2 separate regions of the Drosophila melanogaster genome follow, and region 1 is linked to region 2. The links are chromatin contacts, called in public HiChIP or PLAC-seq maps. All regions are on one chromosome and are shown on one strand. Each heading gives the region's core, a stretch centred on a gene start, on an enhancer-like site or on the middle of the called end of the contact. The rest is flanking DNA. Distances are from core to core; before and after follow the strand shown. Region 1 holds the start of kel (kelch). Region 2 overlaps Lrch (Leucine-rich-repeats and calponin homology domain protein).

What was found. HiChIP or PLAC-seq counts read pairs in DNA pulled down with a chosen protein or histone mark.
Region 1: a contact with region 2 is called in a POLR2A S2P HiChIP or PLAC-seq map of the Kc167 cell line, with 9 times the contacts expected there. The contact joins the promoter of kel here to the enhancer-like site in region 2. A contact is called at or near these places in 5 of 107 Hi-C or Micro-C datasets (the Kc167 cell line, embryo and wing imaginal disc) and 2 of 6 datasets of contacts at active chromatin or transcription factors (both in the Kc167 cell line).

The regions. Positions count from the first base shown.
Region 1 is chr2L:18,136,683-18,139,676 of dm6, forward strand. kel (kelch) reads right to left here and starts at 1,401. Exons shown (of 6, transcript NM_165242.2): 1 at 795-1,401. The coding sequence starts at 1,249. Socs36E (Suppressor of cytokine signaling at 36E) reads right to left here. Exons shown (of 4, transcript NM_165243.3): 4 at 1,993-2,994.
Region 2 is chr2L:17,376,562-17,379,456 of dm6, forward strand. The region is part of intron 1 of Lrch (Leucine-rich-repeats and calponin homology domain protein); the gene reads right to left. Among named protein-coding and RNA genes, the nearest start is that of Lrch, 6.1 kb to the right of the region's middle. Within about 2 kb of position 1,595, at least 21 of the 39 cell types and tissues checked have an H3K27ac peak or open chromatin away from gene starts, as enhancers often do. A contact at or near this core is called in the Kc167 cell line and wing imaginal disc, where this site is marked.

The sequences.
Region 1 (2,994 bases), core at 151-2,650, 760 kb after region 2:
ATAATTAATGCGAATGGCCCCACGACAAAAGCGGCGGCAAATATTCGTTTATACATATGTAGTGTGCAAACACAAATATTAGCAACGGCCAGATAAACAAAGCGAACTGCGCAAATATGCGAGAGACGATCATCTGACATTTTCAGAGATTTTATTTTCGCATCTTGGCCCAAATCTCAAAGCTCGAGAGCCAGTCGGTCCACCTGTTCCCGTCGAACACGCAGGGATTGAATCATGCGCCTTTGTCCGGGAACAGAGGAGATGAGTTTATAATAGAGTGTAGTTAGCACAGTTCTATTTATATTAAGTTGAGGTAGGTCGTCATATTTAACAACTGAAAGTTTTAGTGGTAGAAACTCAGATCAGCTTGTTTTGTCAAGGAAATAGTAACTGGGAAATAGCTGACACCTTTTTAGAACCTGAACGAACGTTCAGCTGGTTTGCTGTTGAGCAAACAAATGACATTTGAAACATTTTTCGAACCGTTGTAGGTGTGCTTATTTACATAATCAGGCTATAAAATCACATAGATCTAATTCTGCATATCATTAAAAGTCCTATGTGGGTGCTGTGTGTTCTATTCTCCAGGGCAGGTACAAAATAACCAATGTTCTACCTAAGGTTTTTAAAACCTCTCACAGGTAGGAATTAGGATATAATACTATTTGTGGATCTAAATATACTGCCTTAAGGTCTTTAGAAACCCTGGCTACTTCTTTATGATGCTTAAGGACTTAACCAAATTTTATAGTCGTACGAACTGATCCTTCGACAGGATCTCGTGCCATCCTTACTTTCTCATCTCGTTCATGGCGTCGAAGGAGCGCGCCGTATGCTGTTCATTGCTGTACTGCCCCACAGTGCCGCGCTCCTTGCCATTTGGCCGCTGGACGTGCTTCTGGGAGCTCTCGTCCAGGGAGTTCTGGCTGGCGTAGCGCAGAAGGCAGCTGCCCCGCTCCAGGCCACTTCCCTCGGCGGCGGGATTCTGATGGTGGTGGTGCTGCTGCTGTTGCTGCTGCAGCAGGCGGTTGCGCTGCTGCATGGCTGCCACGCCCACTGCGGCACCTAGTCCGGGCGGTGGCGCCACGAACTCCGCTCCCGCTCCGCCTTCATTCTGTGCTGGTTGTTGTGGGTTCTGACCCTGTTGTTGTTGCTGCTGCTGCTGGTTGTTGTTGTTGCTGTTGCCATTGCTTAGGTTGCTCATAATACCGATCGTATATTTGGTTAGCAGCGCACTCAGAGCTATCATCCGAAACGGATCGGAAACGGAAGTCGCAGCGAATCGAAGGTGCCTCGCCTGGTCCGAAAAAACAAACCGAGGTGGTGAAAAATTGTACACTTTTTGGACGCGACCAGAGCAGTGTGACCAGCCTCGGGTTGGTCGCAAGTTACCACTAGCGATGAATACTCATCGATAGTCCGATAGGCATTTTCAACCAGTTCTCACTGAGCTGGCTTTGTTTCCAACTATAAAATTAATGATAAAGTCATTTAATTTTTGAATTTTTGTAATTCACTTGAATTACATCTTAAATATGACCTCTCCCCTTTAATTTTTATTTATACGTACGTTTCAAAAAGTGTGATTTTTAAATTGATATACAAACTAATATTCCACATTTACCTAAACTTAAAAAAAGCATACCTAATTCATCTTATAAAAATATATAAATAAAATTGCAAAAAGATTACAAATATGCGACACAGAATTCATTAAGATTGCATATTCGAATTCCATAAAAGAAAGTAAAAAAGGTTTAGTTCAGCATAATCTTGATAGAATATCTATAGATATTTTATAGATATAAAATAAAATAAATAGAAATCTATAGATTTTAGTTGATTACTCTCATTTTATAAAGAATTCACGACTTTATAATGAAAATAACGAATGAGTTAAACATTCATTTGTTAAAGATATTAAAATACATCAATCATTTGGGTTGATTATGATTCCACACTTCTGATTCAAAACACACTTTGAGATTTTTTCTAATATCTTGATCAACTTTATTTGTTTGACTCTTTTTTCGATTTTGTTTTTGAATATTGATACGCATGCTCATCAACATGTGAGATATGTAAAATACATTAAATAGGTATTGGAAACAACTGCTTATTGAATGTTTACGAATAACAGCAACCACCTAGGTAGGAATACATGATTTATAATTCATTATATTAATATAGCTACAGCTTAATGCGAAAATCGGTAGTATTTACAAATGCTCTACACGTGTACAACTGACGGGTTTTTTCTTTTTAAACAAAGCACTCGCTTGCGAACGAAATCACTTCGAATAAATAAATAAAGTATATTCATAAATAGGCGAAAATTACATTTGGAAATTTGGCTAATGAGAGAGTTTTACACTAACTAAGCTGCATTCGTATCTCGTATTTACACGTAACAGTAACACATCATTTAGATTCCATACTTCAAATAAATACAATGAAATATTACAAGAATACCAGCGATTACGAAAAGCTCGATTGGCCCTTCTTTTTGCAATACTTATGTGTGTAGGAGAGAGGGTTGCTTTAGATAATAATACTTAGTTTATAGTACAATTAGCTAACTGCGATTTCGATTCTACATTCTACCAGCTCGCTTTCAAGAGTGCCACAACTCAAAAATCCGTCCGAGCTGCATTCCAATAGGTGAGATATATATGGTGAACATTTGGTTTTTGATCCATGACAGTCTTGTAGTAGCGAGCTAGCGATTTTGTTATGTGGCTTCGCGTTTGATCTTTTAACTTATGGTGGCGGCACACGCTGCACTGGGATTGTCTCAGTTTGAGTTTTGGTTTCTGGGTTCTGTTTGCCCCTCCGTCCACGTCCTGATCCTCAGGAGGAGTTGGAGTGACGCTCCGGCGTGGCGACAGTCTTCTGGTAGCAATTCAGATTGGCCGACATCCGACCAAAGGCGGCTGCCATGCGGTTGGGCAGCCTGCTGAGGTGCTCCTGAAGATTGGACGATCTGGATGAGGA
Region 2 (2,895 bases), core at 345-2,844:
ATTGCCACTTCTTGCCACATATTTTCTACGAGTGCATTATCCTTTTTGTGTTGCATCCTGTTAAGTTGAATAAACCCTTGCCGGCCAATGACGTCGGGGTGGGATGGCTTGGGTTGAAAAGTTGTTCGAGGATGCGGAAATTGGATTTCCCTGATGCGGAGGCATCAATTTAGGACGAAATGGGACACCAGGACCGACTTTGTACTTTGAACCTGCGGGCCCGTGACGAAGATATTTTTTATCTCGAGCGACACCTGCTCAATTCTGCTTTCACTGGCAATTTTCCAAGAGTTTCCACTCTATTTCCCCGCTCATTCCCCCCTTTTTTTTCTGGCCCCAGCTGGCTTTTGGCCAACTTCAACGCAATGCGACAGGCGAAAATTTGTCTTTTACGTCTCGCACAATAAATCAAATTGTTTGACACGCCGAAAAAATGCAAAGTGCCATCATTGTTTTGTTTGCCTCTCTTAATACTCGCGTTACTTTTTAATTTTCATTTTTATTTGCCCGCCTGAGGCTCACCAAACCATAATGTCATAAATACTGCAGAAATTGTCCTCGGACCACGCAGGCATTTCATCCAACCTAAAAAAAAAATAGGGTGCGCCTGGGGATTCGAAACAAACATGGATTCGAGCAACGCCCAAAGTCAACTTTGCCAACTTCGGCGCACGCATGGCAATGGAGCAATTTGATGATGTAAGTGGAGCAGGGAACGTCTCGGTTATGACGCTCCTTGGAGGTAATGGGGATTCAAGCAATTGCATTTGCATAAATTCCTCTAGAAAACTGAATAAGCGCGTGGAAATTAAAGGTAAATGACAGCAATGTCGATTTAGTCATTTCTTAGTTCAGACCACCCATATTGAACTGCCTATTTTCATACATACGTAGCAGCTGATTGTTGCAATATATTTACAGTTTTATGATTGAAGGGATTAGGCCATAAAATGATAGATATGAGGATAAAGATATGGTATATGGTATACGGTATCAGTTTGATAAGGAACCTACTTTGATAAGCTTTGTTAAATGATATTTCAATATTTCAAAAACCTATCAAGAGGATCGATGAGTGTGGATTTCTAAAAATAAGTAATATAAATATAATTTCTTGCTACTGAAACTCTCAACCTTAAAAGTTCATATCCAAACATACCCCGGAGCTGGTAAAAAAGTTTATACCACACAAAAATAACCCCCCATGTGGCAGACATTGAGTGGCATTTCCATTTTGAAGGGCGTGGGCCCAAACCGGAAGAAGCAAAAAATTAAATTGATGGCGCTCCAACTGTATTGGCAAATGGAGCTTTATATCGTTGCCCTCAGCTGTTTCGTTTTTGGTAACGTTTTGGTCTAGCCATGTGGGCGGCGGATTCTCCACCAGGCTAGAATGGACCTGGAGCACGTTACCCATACCGTCGCTACTTTATTTGGCTTGCGTGGTATTTTATTTTGACTTTGCCGAATATGAATATGTATATGGATGTGGAAGCCTCTGCATGTCTGTACATTGATATTGACTGACCATTATGAAAACGAAGGGGCACAAACGGGCACAGTGGATTCTATTGATGGATTTATTGAAATTAATTTGTCTGAGTGTTATTGCTAAATTGGTGGGCCTTAAGTGGGGCGATGGGAATATGAATCATTATGCATAGGGCAGGAGAAAATTATTGGGTGCTCTGCAAACATATGCTGGAACAGGAAGCAAACTATATATATTTACATAACTGGGAGCCACACATAAATGCTGATAAGCCACTAAACCAATATTCACATTCCTTAAACTTTTTTTTTATCGCATAACATTTTCCCAGAATCAAAACATAGGCAATTCTTTTAGACTCGAAACCCCAAACGAGCCACTTAGCAATAAAGTTTTGTTTATTTATATTACACTCTGTGGAATTGTATTGAAAACCACTTGAGAAGCACTCTCATATATAGGGCAATGTCCCAACTATGTATGTGCGCACATCGAACTAATCAAAAAAAATAATATGGAAAATCGCATTGGGCTCTTGCCCCATCGATTGATTACTTTTTGATATTGAAAGCTGGAAGCACTCAAAACACAGATACACACATGTTTAGATAGATAGATACCGATTTTAATTCCCAACACAAACACACACGCCTACTTCCCTAGAAAATTGTGTTCTGTTCCACTTTGTTTATTTTAGACACTGCAATTTCGCGCAGCATTTCTTCTTCATCGCCGGTCTGTTCTTTATGCCCATTTAATCACAGAGCAAACATTGGAAATCTGTGTTGGCCAAGTGTAAACATCCAGGAAAACAAATATTTAACAAATATTTGGAAGCAGCTATGAATTCGTTGTTTTTCTTGCTGCTGCTGATTAATGTTTTTCTTCCAAATTCAAAGTGTAACAGCTGTGTTTTTCTAAGTCACAAACAAACAAGGGAATAAAAGGTTTTCCTCACAGTATTACCTCGTACGTAAAAGACTCTTGATATTTTGACATTTTATTTTTTACCATTTTGATTGAGCACATTTAACATACTAAATATGGGTTTTCGGTAATTATAAAATATTCCCAATAGATATAGCTAATAATCCATTACAGCGCGTGCCCACTGTAAGCAATGCTTGTAATCAGATCTATCTTTTGTTCTCTTAGATTCTCTTTTATGAGCGCGTGCTGTGCACAGCAATTAAGAAACTAGAAACGTTGGCCCGTCGCCTGTTAAATAATGCTTACATTTATAAATTAATGGAAATGACTCAATGCATAATTCGCGGTTATCTGTGTCAAGTTTGTACTGCCCTCAATTTGCTAAGATATGTACATAGATGCATACATATATATAAATAAATACGAACATATACATACAGCTACATAAGTCGTTCAACTGCAGATAAGCAAGC